Linked DNA regions of Mus musculus: region 2 is linked to region 1. A link is a contact called in public HiChIP or PLAC-seq data. All regions are on one chromosome and are shown on one strand. The core of a region is the stretch at or near the end of the contact, and the rest is flanking DNA. Distances in the headings are between cores, read along the strand shown. Region 1 overlaps Prex1 (phosphatidylinositol-3,4,5-trisphosphate-dependent Rac exchange factor 1). Region 2 overlaps Gm31117 (a long non-coding RNA gene).

Region 1 (5,115 bases), core at 795-3,294:
AATTCCCAGAAACGAGATGACATGATAGAGCCAGTGGAGGGTGGAAGCCGGAATGTTGGGGACTTGGGTCTAGATGTGTGAAAACGGAAGGCCCTACTGGGTGTCCATGCCACCCATTGGAGCTTTTGGAGTGAGGAGATAACCCAGGGTAGATCTTGAGACCTGGCATTAAACAAGCCAGGGCTGGCTGTTGGGGGAACCAGCATGTTTGAACTCTTTCATCCATTGTCCTTGGGGGCCGACAGTCTTGGCTCAGCCTCTCTCTGGAAAGGAGAGAGCTGGGCCCAGGAGCCTTGTGGGAGCTAGCTGGAGAAGTTGGGAAGGCCCCTGGATGTTTCCACTGTTAATCCCCATTCCACCGAAGGAGCTGTTTCTCTAGCAGCAGCCCCGCCCCGATTCTGCCCAGGGGGATATCTGAGAGCCTTCCTGCCGGCCCTGCCGGCCGGATGGGATAACCTGTCTGTGATTAAGACTTCTGAGGTCTGACTCCTCAGGAAGGATTAGAGGAGATTTCTCTTGCTGCCCATTTGAACCCCAGCCAGCAGCACAGCTCATGTAACCTCCAGGCCCAGAGAAACTGACTTCCCATTAAGAGGACGCTCCTTCAGGCTTGGCTTTCCTCTGCCTCTGCCTGGGCTTCCAACCAACACCCCTTCCCAGCCATTGTGCAACTCCGGGAGCCCCTGGCCCCCCATAAGGAGAATAAATAGGTGGCTGCAATACAGACTCCTCCAGCCCTTAATCTGATCTATGACGTTCACATTTGGCCGTGGCTATTAATCTCACACAGCACTATGAAGCAGGTCACTGCTGTTGTCCCCATTTTAAGGGTGAAGGCAGTGGCACAGAGAGGGGAAAGCAGAGTCACACTGCTGTAGTGAGGTGGGATTCGAACTCTGGACAGGGTGACTCCGTAGCTGCCGTTCTCTCTCACCACCTCAATCTTGATTCATTTTAATCTCTCTTCAGCATCTTTAGTTTTCCTCAGTCATTGCTTTCTCCTCCTCTGTAAGGGACTGGATGGCGACTCCCTGGCTATGGACTGTCTGGCTTATCTTCATAGCCTTTTAAGGCCAGGTTTTGAGTCAGACTGGGACTGCGTCTTACTCCCCTTACCTTCTTATTGGATGACTTTGGGCACTGGTTTAATGTCTCTGGGTCTCAATGAATGATAATTAAGGAAGGAGAAAGGCTGGAGGATGCAGTGGGGATGCAGTGGAAACACAGTGGGGACACAGTGGGAGCACAGAGGGGATGCAGTGGCAACACAATGGGGTTGCAGTGGCAACACAATGGGGTTGCAGTGGGAACACAGTGGGGATGCAGTGGGAACACAGTGGGGATACAGTGGGGATGCTGTGGAAACACAGTGGGGATGCTGTGGAAACACAGTGGGGATGCAGTGGGGATGCAATGGCAATAGTACCATGCTGGCCAGAGCACTGAGAACATGGGCTGGGGCCTCCATGCACGACATCATGTTACATGGACAGGTGTGAAGAAGTGACCTGTTTGTGTCCCACTCAGAAACGAATAGACTTCACATTTCAGTGGTAAAATCTGTGTACTGTGGGATAACATACTCTGTGTGTGTGTGTATGTGTGTGTGTGTGTGTGTGTGTGTGTGTGTGTGTGTGTGTGTGTGTGTGTACCTGCCTTCCAGCAGCCTCAGGTTAGCTAGAGAGACAAAAATTAATTCCTTCCTTCCTCCCTCCTTCTCTCTCTCCCTCCCTCCCTTCCATCCTTCCTTCCTCCCTCCTTCTCTCTCTCCCTCCCTCCCTTCCATCCCTCCCATTGCCAGCCAGCAGCAGGGAACTGAACAGACAGACTTCCTGCCCACAGGGAGATGGCTGTTCCTACAGGAATCACTCGGTGGACAAGTACACAGGCCAATAAAGGAACCCACTGGGCCAGGGAACCCCACAAGGCAGTTGTGCAGTGATGTAAAGGGGGGAGCTGCAGAGCTGACTCAGCCAGGGTGGGAAAGGTGGCCTCGTACTGGAGATCACATTTCAACCAAGACCTGAGTGACAAGCGAGTGTCAGCCACAAGAAGACCAGAGGAGCAGCACGCCTGGGCGTGGCAGAGTCTGGTGGCTTTCGTGAGCTGTGATGCTGGGGTGGCAGGAGCTGAGTTGGCGACTGTTGGCCCGAGGCTCGGGAGTCAGCAGGGCTGCATCTCGTGGCACTGGGTCAGGGGTCAGGCTTTAGTCCAGGTGTTCAGGGAGGCTCAGTAGGGGGCAAAGATGAATTGTGAGACCCCAGGGCCACTCGGGATGGTTTCCTGAGGCAGAGGCATTTGTTGCCTCCCTTGATAGTGACGGCGTGTCTTGTTGTTAAACATCCACACACTGGGGGCTCTGAGGTAGAAGGCTGTGTGCATAGCTGCATGCAACAGAGATCAAACTGGGTGTAGCGGCACACGCCTGCACTCTCGGCAGTCATGAAGTTGAGGTATGAGAGTCACACGGCCTGACAGACATCACCAGGGACATTGGCAGGGACTTTGTGCATGGGACTCCAGGTGGCATCTCAACCCCAGGCTCCAGGCAGGAAGCAAGTGGGAAGATGTCCCTTTGGGGAGTGGTACATGGAGCCTCTGATCAGGTGTCGCTCATGAAAGGATGTGCCCACATGCCCTCTGTGCTCAACCTTGGCCTTGACCTGAAACGGGCTGAGTGGTGTCCATTCGGCAGGGCCGAAGGAGAAGGGAAGTTGGCACAGCCTGTCAGAGGACTCTGCCATTTGATTCCACCCCACCTTGGCCTCCAAACCTCAGTGCCTCCCACTGCTGTGGGGACATCTATCTGGAAGCCTGGGCCTTGTTGTTTATAGCCTCACCCAGAGCTACTGTCAGATCCCAGCTCCCTACTGCCACCTGTCACTCAGAGCTTCTGTGCACGCTGATGTCCAGCTTGGGGCACTCTCTGCTGGCCCAGTACACGTGGAAGCCTGGGGCCAGCATTGAACAACTGGGAGCTCCATAGGAAATATCAGATTTCCTGCTCGCTCTCTTGAAGAGCTGGACCCACGGGGTTGTGGTGGGCTCTTTGAGCAGTGGCTTTAGCTTTGACTGGCTTGGCACAGACTCTACCTGGCCAGTATCCCCTGTTCAGAGTTTGAGGTTCCTGCGTAAGAAGAGATTAACTTTATCTGGTTTCCCTCCTGGGTTCCAGCTTAAAGTTTCACAGGATTAAAAAGTCCACCCACGAATTCCAGATGTCCCCAAGGAAACCATTTGCCAGCTGCATCCTGTTGAGCAGCATCCAGCTGCATCTTGGTCCCTAGATAGGGACAGCTTTGCATTAGTTGGCCCAACAAGCTGAAGACCCAGCTTGGTTTCCCAAAGGGTAGCAAGTGTAGGCATAGTCGCCACTCAGTTGCTCTCCTGAGTCTGTTTTCTGCCCCCTGCAGTCACTTTGGTATACTTCTTGTTCCCCACTGTGGCCCTGGATAGGACAGCTGGTGAGCAGCCTTGCTCTGGCTCTCTGACCTCCAGCCTCTGCGAGTGGTCACACCAACATCTGTTTGCCTTCTGGGGTTGCTGGCAGTCAGTGCCTGTCCCAAGAGTTGGGACTTGGAGAACAGTGGAGTAGGGGGTGGTTAGAGGGACACAGAACTTGGAAAGTTCCCACCCAGCGTACCAGAAATGTACCTGTTTCTTTCCCACATCCTTGGGCTTTCTGAATGCCTCGTAATGCCGCTACCTCTATAAGGCCAGGTCCTTCCTCTGCCAGCACGAAAAGCTAAAAATAGCGTCCCCTGTTGTAACCGGAGGTGGGACAGCTGGTTTCCATAAAGGGGGCTGGGCACTGCTGCCCACGCTTGTGGGTGCTGCCTGCTCTGGGATCACCCTCTTGCGTTGGCTCCAGTGGGCTGAAATCTGTGCCGAGCCCAAGAGTCCACAGGGGCTGGGACCTCAGAGGCCTCGAGCCAGAACCTGTCTCACCTGTGTCCCCAACCTTCCTCGTTCGTTCCTCATTTGTTGTGTGGAGGACACTTGAGTCTCAAAGCGTGTCAAGAAAAGGTCAATGAACAAGGTCAGCAGCTATCAGCGAGGGCTCACACGCCGTGTGTCAGTGTGCTCAGGGAGGGGTCTGATAAACACACATACATCTGTAAACCCATTGCTGCAGAGTGCATAGTCAGGTGGGCAGGCTCTGTGTGGAGTCTTCCCTGGCGGTCGTGTGGGTTGTTGCCCCTTGGGAGCGGTGGCACGGAGGGAGTTTGGAAAGGGCATTTTTAGGTGAATGGAGCAGCAACTTCAAGGCCCAGAGGTATGTTGGGGCCTAGGGTTGTTTTTTTTGTTTTTTGTTTTTTTAAAAGAAGGGAAGAAAGGTAAGTGAGCCAAAGCCCAGAGGATGGGGAGGGGGATGCAGGAGAGAAGACTGATCTAGGAATTATGCTCTAGGCATGGCGTTGGTGGCGATGCTGATGTTGATGCACATATTTCTGGGCAGATGTGTGAGACAGTTGAGGCAGAGGTGTTGAACTCCTTTCTGAGTAAGGCAAAAGCCTATTGGAGGATGGAGAAGGTGTGATGGGAGCACTGTGAGGACAGAGAGGGTGTGATGGGAGCTCTGTGAGGACAGAGAGGGTGTGATGGGAGCACTGTGAGGACAGAGAGGGTGTGATGGGAGCACTGTGAGGACAGAGAGGGTGTGATGGGAGCTCTGTGAGGACAGAGAGGGTGTGATGGGAGCACTGTGAGGACAGAGAGGGTGTGATGGGAGCACTGTGAGGACAGAGAGGGTGTGATGGGAGCACTGTGAGGACAGAGAGGGTGTGATGGGAGCACTGTGAGGACAGAGAGGGTGTGATGGGAGCACTGTGAGGACAGAGAGAGTGTGATTGGAGCTCTGTGAGGACAGAGAGGGTGTGATGGGAGCACTGTGAGGACAGAGAGGGTGTGATGGGAGCACTGTGAGGAGAGAGAGGGTGTGATGGGAGTACTGTGAGGACAGAGAGGGTGTGATGGGAGCACTGTGAGGACAGAGAGAGTGTGATTGGAGCTCTGTGAGGACAGAGAGGGTGTGATTGGAGCTCTGTGAGGACGGACAGACAAGGTGTGATGGACCAGTCTGAGAATTGACAGGATGTGATTTGAGACATCTGG
Region 2 (5,115 bases), core at 1,572-4,071, 150 kb before region 1:
CTACAATCCTGAAGAGAGATGGAGTCTGTCTGCCTAGCCGTCTCATTTTTCTTCCAAGATGGATTATTGAGGAGAAAGGAGTTCATTAGAAGAAGTGTTAACACTGTGGACAAACTGACAGAAAGACAATCGGATGGTGGGGCTCCGGAGTTGTCAGGCCCCAGCACCAGAGACAGCACAGCAGACTCTAAAGAGCAGAATTGGAGGCTTTGGCAGAAATGGGGTCTGTTCTCGTACCTTTTGGGGTGTGTGTGAGGGAATCACAGCACAAAATGAAGCCAGGCTCTCTGATTCCTGGGCAGGAGGCGGGGGTGGGATGGGAGTAGCGGGTAGGAGCTGCTTGTGTGGTTACCAATACCTCTTTGATGTAAGTCACTTCCCAGGTGAGAGGTCCTGGCTCAGGAAAGCCTATTATGCTGGGGACTCAGAGACTGCCACTCAGCTGGGTGTCTGTGGAAGGGGAGGGCTGCTGCATGTGTTGTGTCCCAAGCACAGCAGAATACTAACGTCACCTTCTTTATACCTTCCAAGCTCTGGGAAGACAGAAGTGAACCACTGTACATACCCAGCTGTTGAATTCCCCAACTGCAAACCTGAGCGGACGCAAATGCTTCCAGGGGCTACACGTGATTGACAGTGAGGCTGCCCTGGGGTTGGCCCCAGAGCTGGTTGCTGCTCTGATTGGTGGGCACTCTTCCTCAACTTGTCATCTCTCTGTGGATGACGAGTCAGAGGCTTTCTTCTTGGTTCCTCTTGAATCTAGTCGTTAACACGACCATCTTTGCTAAAGTAGGTTGGCTGAAGTCATCAACTTCCAGAGACCCAAGGATCCAAATAATTAAATGACTGCTCACGGAAACTGAACTCGCTGGTGTCTCTGGTTAACAAACGACACACCTCATAGCCAAAGAGGAGATGATACATAATCTACAATGAGGGTCTGGATGCCTTTAGAAGACACAAAATTGGAGGTCATTAGAAAAGAAAGACTGTTGTCATGGTGTGTATGTTACTTTTTTCTTACTCTCCAGTTTTCTTTTCTAACATTTTAAGATGTAAATGTGTTTAAGCAACCTCTGCCTTTCCCACTCCCCAGTTTCATGGTAACTCTGCTTCACAATTGGTGCAAAACATTTTTTTCCAGTCTGAAGATGGAAAGGTTTGTGTCTCAGCTCTCCTTGAGTGTGTTCGTACCACCTCAAGTCCCTCTTCTGGTTTGACATCAAATTTTGGTTTAAGCTGAGGGCAGAAGGTTTCTTAACAGGTATCCTACTCAAGGCCTGGGCCCTCCCATCGCTGATCCTCCACTGCCTCCTCCGCAAGGTGGTTTGACAAGCTGTCAGAACTGTGTGGGATCTCTTCCTGGGAGGGAGATAAGCCCCCTTTAGCTCACACAAACCTTCAGCTTTCTCCAACCACATAGGTTCCTGAGGCAATTTAAGTTCTTTGGGACCCATTGTGCTCCCAATTCCCTAGCACAAGTCTCTGTCATAGGACGGCTTCTCTCCCAGCCTTTAACTTTTCCTTCTCTTTTCTTTCTGTCTTAGAGTTTCACATAGCTCAGGCTAGCCTCAAACGTGCTGTGTAGCTCAGGCTAGCCTCAAACGTGCTGTGTAGCTCAGGCTAGCCTCAAACGTGCTGTGTAGCTCAGGCTAGCCTCAAACGTGCTGTGTAGCTGCGGATGACTTTGCTTTCCTATTCCTCCTACATCCACCTCCCAAGGACTGAGATTACAGCTGTGCAACCAAACCCAGCAACTTCACCCTACTGTACAAGGATGAAGTTGCCCCCCTGTGGCCGCATGAATGTGCCACGCCCCTGGGCACCAGCCATGGTTAGCATTCTGCTTTTGTCTTCTTACTGGCCTTCCAACAGCCCTGGAACTCAAGCCCTGGCTGTCTCCCTGGCTTCTTCCTTCTCCAATATGCTCCTCCTGGCCGTGCCCATGTATGTCCCTTGGCTGTGCCCATGTCCCTTGCTGTGATGCTCAGCTCTCTGCCCCAGCCTGGAAGGTCTCTCACAGGTGTCCCTTTTGTAGACCTCGATGTCCTCATTTGTCATCTACCTCACACTCAGCTTCAGGGTCCTCCTTGATGCTCCCTCTACCCCACCCCAAGTCTAGATGAGACCCCAGTTGTGATTAACCCCTCCCCGGGTTCCTGGTGAGCATGGCATTGGGCACCTTTACCCACATCCACCACTTTCCAAGATCAGGACCTCTCCAGAGGCTGAGCAGTGGACACAGCCATGCCTGAGCCTCTTTTGGGTCCCCAGTTTAGATGAATAGATAACGGTACTTCCTGCCATGGGCCACACTTTAACCATCACATCCTGCGTTGTCATCCGGCTGCCCTAAGAGAGCTTCTGATTTCTTCAGCATCGAGAATGACCAAGAGCGTCTTTCTCTCTCAGTCAGGTCTCCCAGAGCACTTAACAAATGTCTGGCCATGGTAAACACACTCCTTCACCCCGAACACACACCACTCTGCCCTCCAGCATGCATGCAAACACTTACACACTCACTCACACACATGCACACACATGCACATACATACGCACGCATGTGCACACATGCATGTGCACACACCTTTTCTCGGGTCCTGAAGAACTCAAAGGGAGGCATATTACGGTTTGATGGGAATGTCCCCAGCAACCCCTGTGTTTATCCCTGTGAGTAGAACTGTTTGGGGAAGTTGTAGAACCTTTTAGAGGTGAGGTCTGATTGGCAGATGGGCAGCCAAGGGACTTGGGGTGGGGCTAGGGGATCAAAAGCCAGCTGAGCTTCCAGACCTCTAAGCATTTTCTGGCGCCAGCCCCATATGAATAAGCAGTAGCTCACACCTCTGTCCCTCTGCTGTGACAAGCTGATATCATCTCCAACTGTGAACTCGAACAAACACTTCCTCAAGTTCTGTGCTTCTGGGCGGGGGTTTGGAGGTATTTGGTCACACTGAAGAGATTAGTGGATAAAAGCTGGGGACAGGTTGTGTGATACAGGCGGCCTCATTGATAACTGTAAGTACTTTTGGGAAAGGCCTGGGTTCAAATCCTGCTTAGCTACTAAAGAAGTAGGCAAGGGCTGGTGAGATGGCTCAGGGGGTAAGAGCACCCGACTGCTCTTCCAAAGGTCCGAAGTTCAAATCCCAGCAACCACATGGTGGCTCACAACCACCTGTAACAGAGATCTGATGCCCTCTTCTGGTGCGTCTGAAGACAGCTATAGTGTACTTACATATAATAAATAAATAAATCTTTAAAAAAAAAAAAAAAAAGAAGTAGGCAAATGTTTCCATTCTAGGCCCTTCATGTCTGAGGTAGGCACACCAGTGATTGAATGGATTGACACCTGCCTTGAAGGGTGTGTGTGATAGGAGCTCACCAGGTGACAGCCTCAGTGTATGGGAAACTTCAGCAGGATGAACCCTCAACTGTAACAGGGCCCTGGGATGGGGATGGGTAGTCCATCCAGTTGGCCACATTCCCTAGCACTCCTTGGTGTCCCCTGGCACATGGCTCCCAGTGAGGTTGCCACGATCATTTTGCTTGCCGTATTTTTCCTGAGAGCAGCGGAACACACTGAGTTCTTAGGATCAGAGTCTGAGCCGCTACCTGCCCTTAAGCAGTCAGTTAAAGAGGCAAGTTGCAGTGAAAGGCAGAGAAAGAAGGTTTACTCAGTGTGGCACATTGGGAAAGAAACAACTAAAGAGATCTAGTGACCCTCCCCCCACAAACCCAACTTTGGGGTCCCAATGTGAGGTTTAGGTTTAAGTAATGGGTAAGAAGAGTCTGCAGAGCTACGGTCAGGATCTGGCTCTGCCCATCACTGACCCACCACTGTGGGTCCAGTCTGTCCTGCCAGGTGATCTGTGTGAAATCTCCTTTCAGACAAGCTTCCCCACCGGCTGGCACCTGCATAAGATTCCTGGGGAAGTTCCAATTTCTTGGAGTTCAGTGTCTCCCTAGCCCAATAGCCAAGGCCAATAAACACTTGTAGTATAAAGTGTCTCTTGAGGGTGTCTTCACTCCTGCGAGTGTGGTTACACTGTCACACATACCTCTAGACACTCAGTGCAGCAAAGTGAAACCATATCAACCCTGCACACCAGAGTGTGCACACGGTGCCATAGCTTTCTGTGAAAATGTCAGGCTCTGCCCACGTGGATAGAGATGGAGCCCTAGATCTCGTTCCCACGGGGCCCAGCTTGGCTCTACTGACCATATATTGCATGTGCTCAAGTTTGAAGCGGGAGCAGGCTCAAGCCTGAGACTGTCTTGCCTTTACCATCCTTGTTCTTCTTTTACCCCTAGGTGGCTGGGTTGCATTGGACAAACCTCTTTCCCTCTCTGAGCCTCTATTTAAGGGGACAGTTTGAAGTCCCTTGGCTCTGGGAACCACTCCTTCCTTACTCTTGCAAGGGGCTCTTTCATTATTATCTGGGCAGAGTCGCTGTAGGAGGGAGCAGAGCCGAGTATTCTGGGTGGGATGTGTGGGTGTCAGTGGGAGCTCTTTTTCCTTTCCATTTTTTTTAAACTTCCCCGTTTCCTTATTTTTTTCTTTTTAACCAGAAGTTATTTTAAACCCTAAGTGGGGAGCTGCTAAAAGCCACCACCTCAGGTCTCACGTGTCACACACCTCTTATGGAGAGAGCAAGCAATTCTCAAATTCTGTTTTTCCTTCTCCCCAACCTCAGGAGAGCTCCCCCTTTCATCCATCCATCAATCCATTATCCATCATCATCCATCCATCAATCCATTATCTATCATCCATCCATCCATCCATCCATCCACCCACCCATCCATCCATCCATCCATCCATCCATCATCCATCCATCAATCCATTATCCATCCATCACCCATCCATCCATCCATCCATTATCCATCCATCATCCATCCATTATCCATCCATCATCCATCCATCAATCCATTATCCATCCATTATCCATCCATCATCCATCATCCATCCATCAATCCATTATCCATCCATCAATCCATTATCCATCCATCATCCATCCATTATCCATCCATCATCCATCCATCCATCCATTATCCATCCATCCATCCATCCATCCATCATCCATCCATCCATCCATCCATCCATCCATCCATCATTTATCC

The links. HiChIP or PLAC-seq counts read pairs in DNA pulled down with a chosen protein or histone mark.
Region 2: a contact with region 1 is called in a CTCF HiChIP or PLAC-seq map of CD8 T cells, with 5 read pairs. The contact joins two enhancer-like sites. A contact is called at or near these places in 19 of 39 promoter capture datasets (the 3T3-L1 cell line, the C10 cell line, the HPC-7 cell line and 11 more), 3 of 15 datasets of contacts at CTCF or cohesin (CD8 T cells, embryonic stem cells and pro-B cells), 7 of 484 Hi-C or Micro-C datasets (Sertoli cells, bone marrow-derived macrophages, double positive thymocytes and 4 more), 6 of 115 datasets of contacts at active chromatin or transcription factors (the 230-238 cell line, T-cell acute lymphoblastic leukemia, double positive thymocytes and 2 more) and 2 of 9 other capture datasets (adipose tissue and liver).

Annotation. Positions count from the first base shown.
Region 1 is chr2:166,604,015-166,609,129 of GRCm38.p6, reverse strand. All of the region lies in intron 10 of Prex1 (phosphatidylinositol-3,4,5-trisphosphate-dependent Rac exchange factor 1), which reads left to right. Among named protein-coding and RNA genes, the nearest start is that of Gm29679, 42 kb to the right of the region's middle. Within about 2 kb of position 2,044, at least 34 of the 459 cell types and tissues checked have an H3K27ac peak or open chromatin away from gene starts, as enhancers often do. A contact at or near this core is called in CD8 T cells, where this site is marked.
Region 2 is chr2:166,752,152-166,757,266 of GRCm38.p6, reverse strand. Gm31117 (a long non-coding RNA gene) reads left to right here. Exons shown (of 3, transcript XR_375249.1): 3 at 532-859. Among named protein-coding and RNA genes, the nearest start is that of Gm31117, 11 kb to the left of the region's middle. Within about 2 kb of position 2,821, at least 30 of the 459 cell types and tissues checked have an H3K27ac peak or open chromatin away from gene starts, as enhancers often do. A contact at or near this core is called in CD8 T cells, where this site is marked.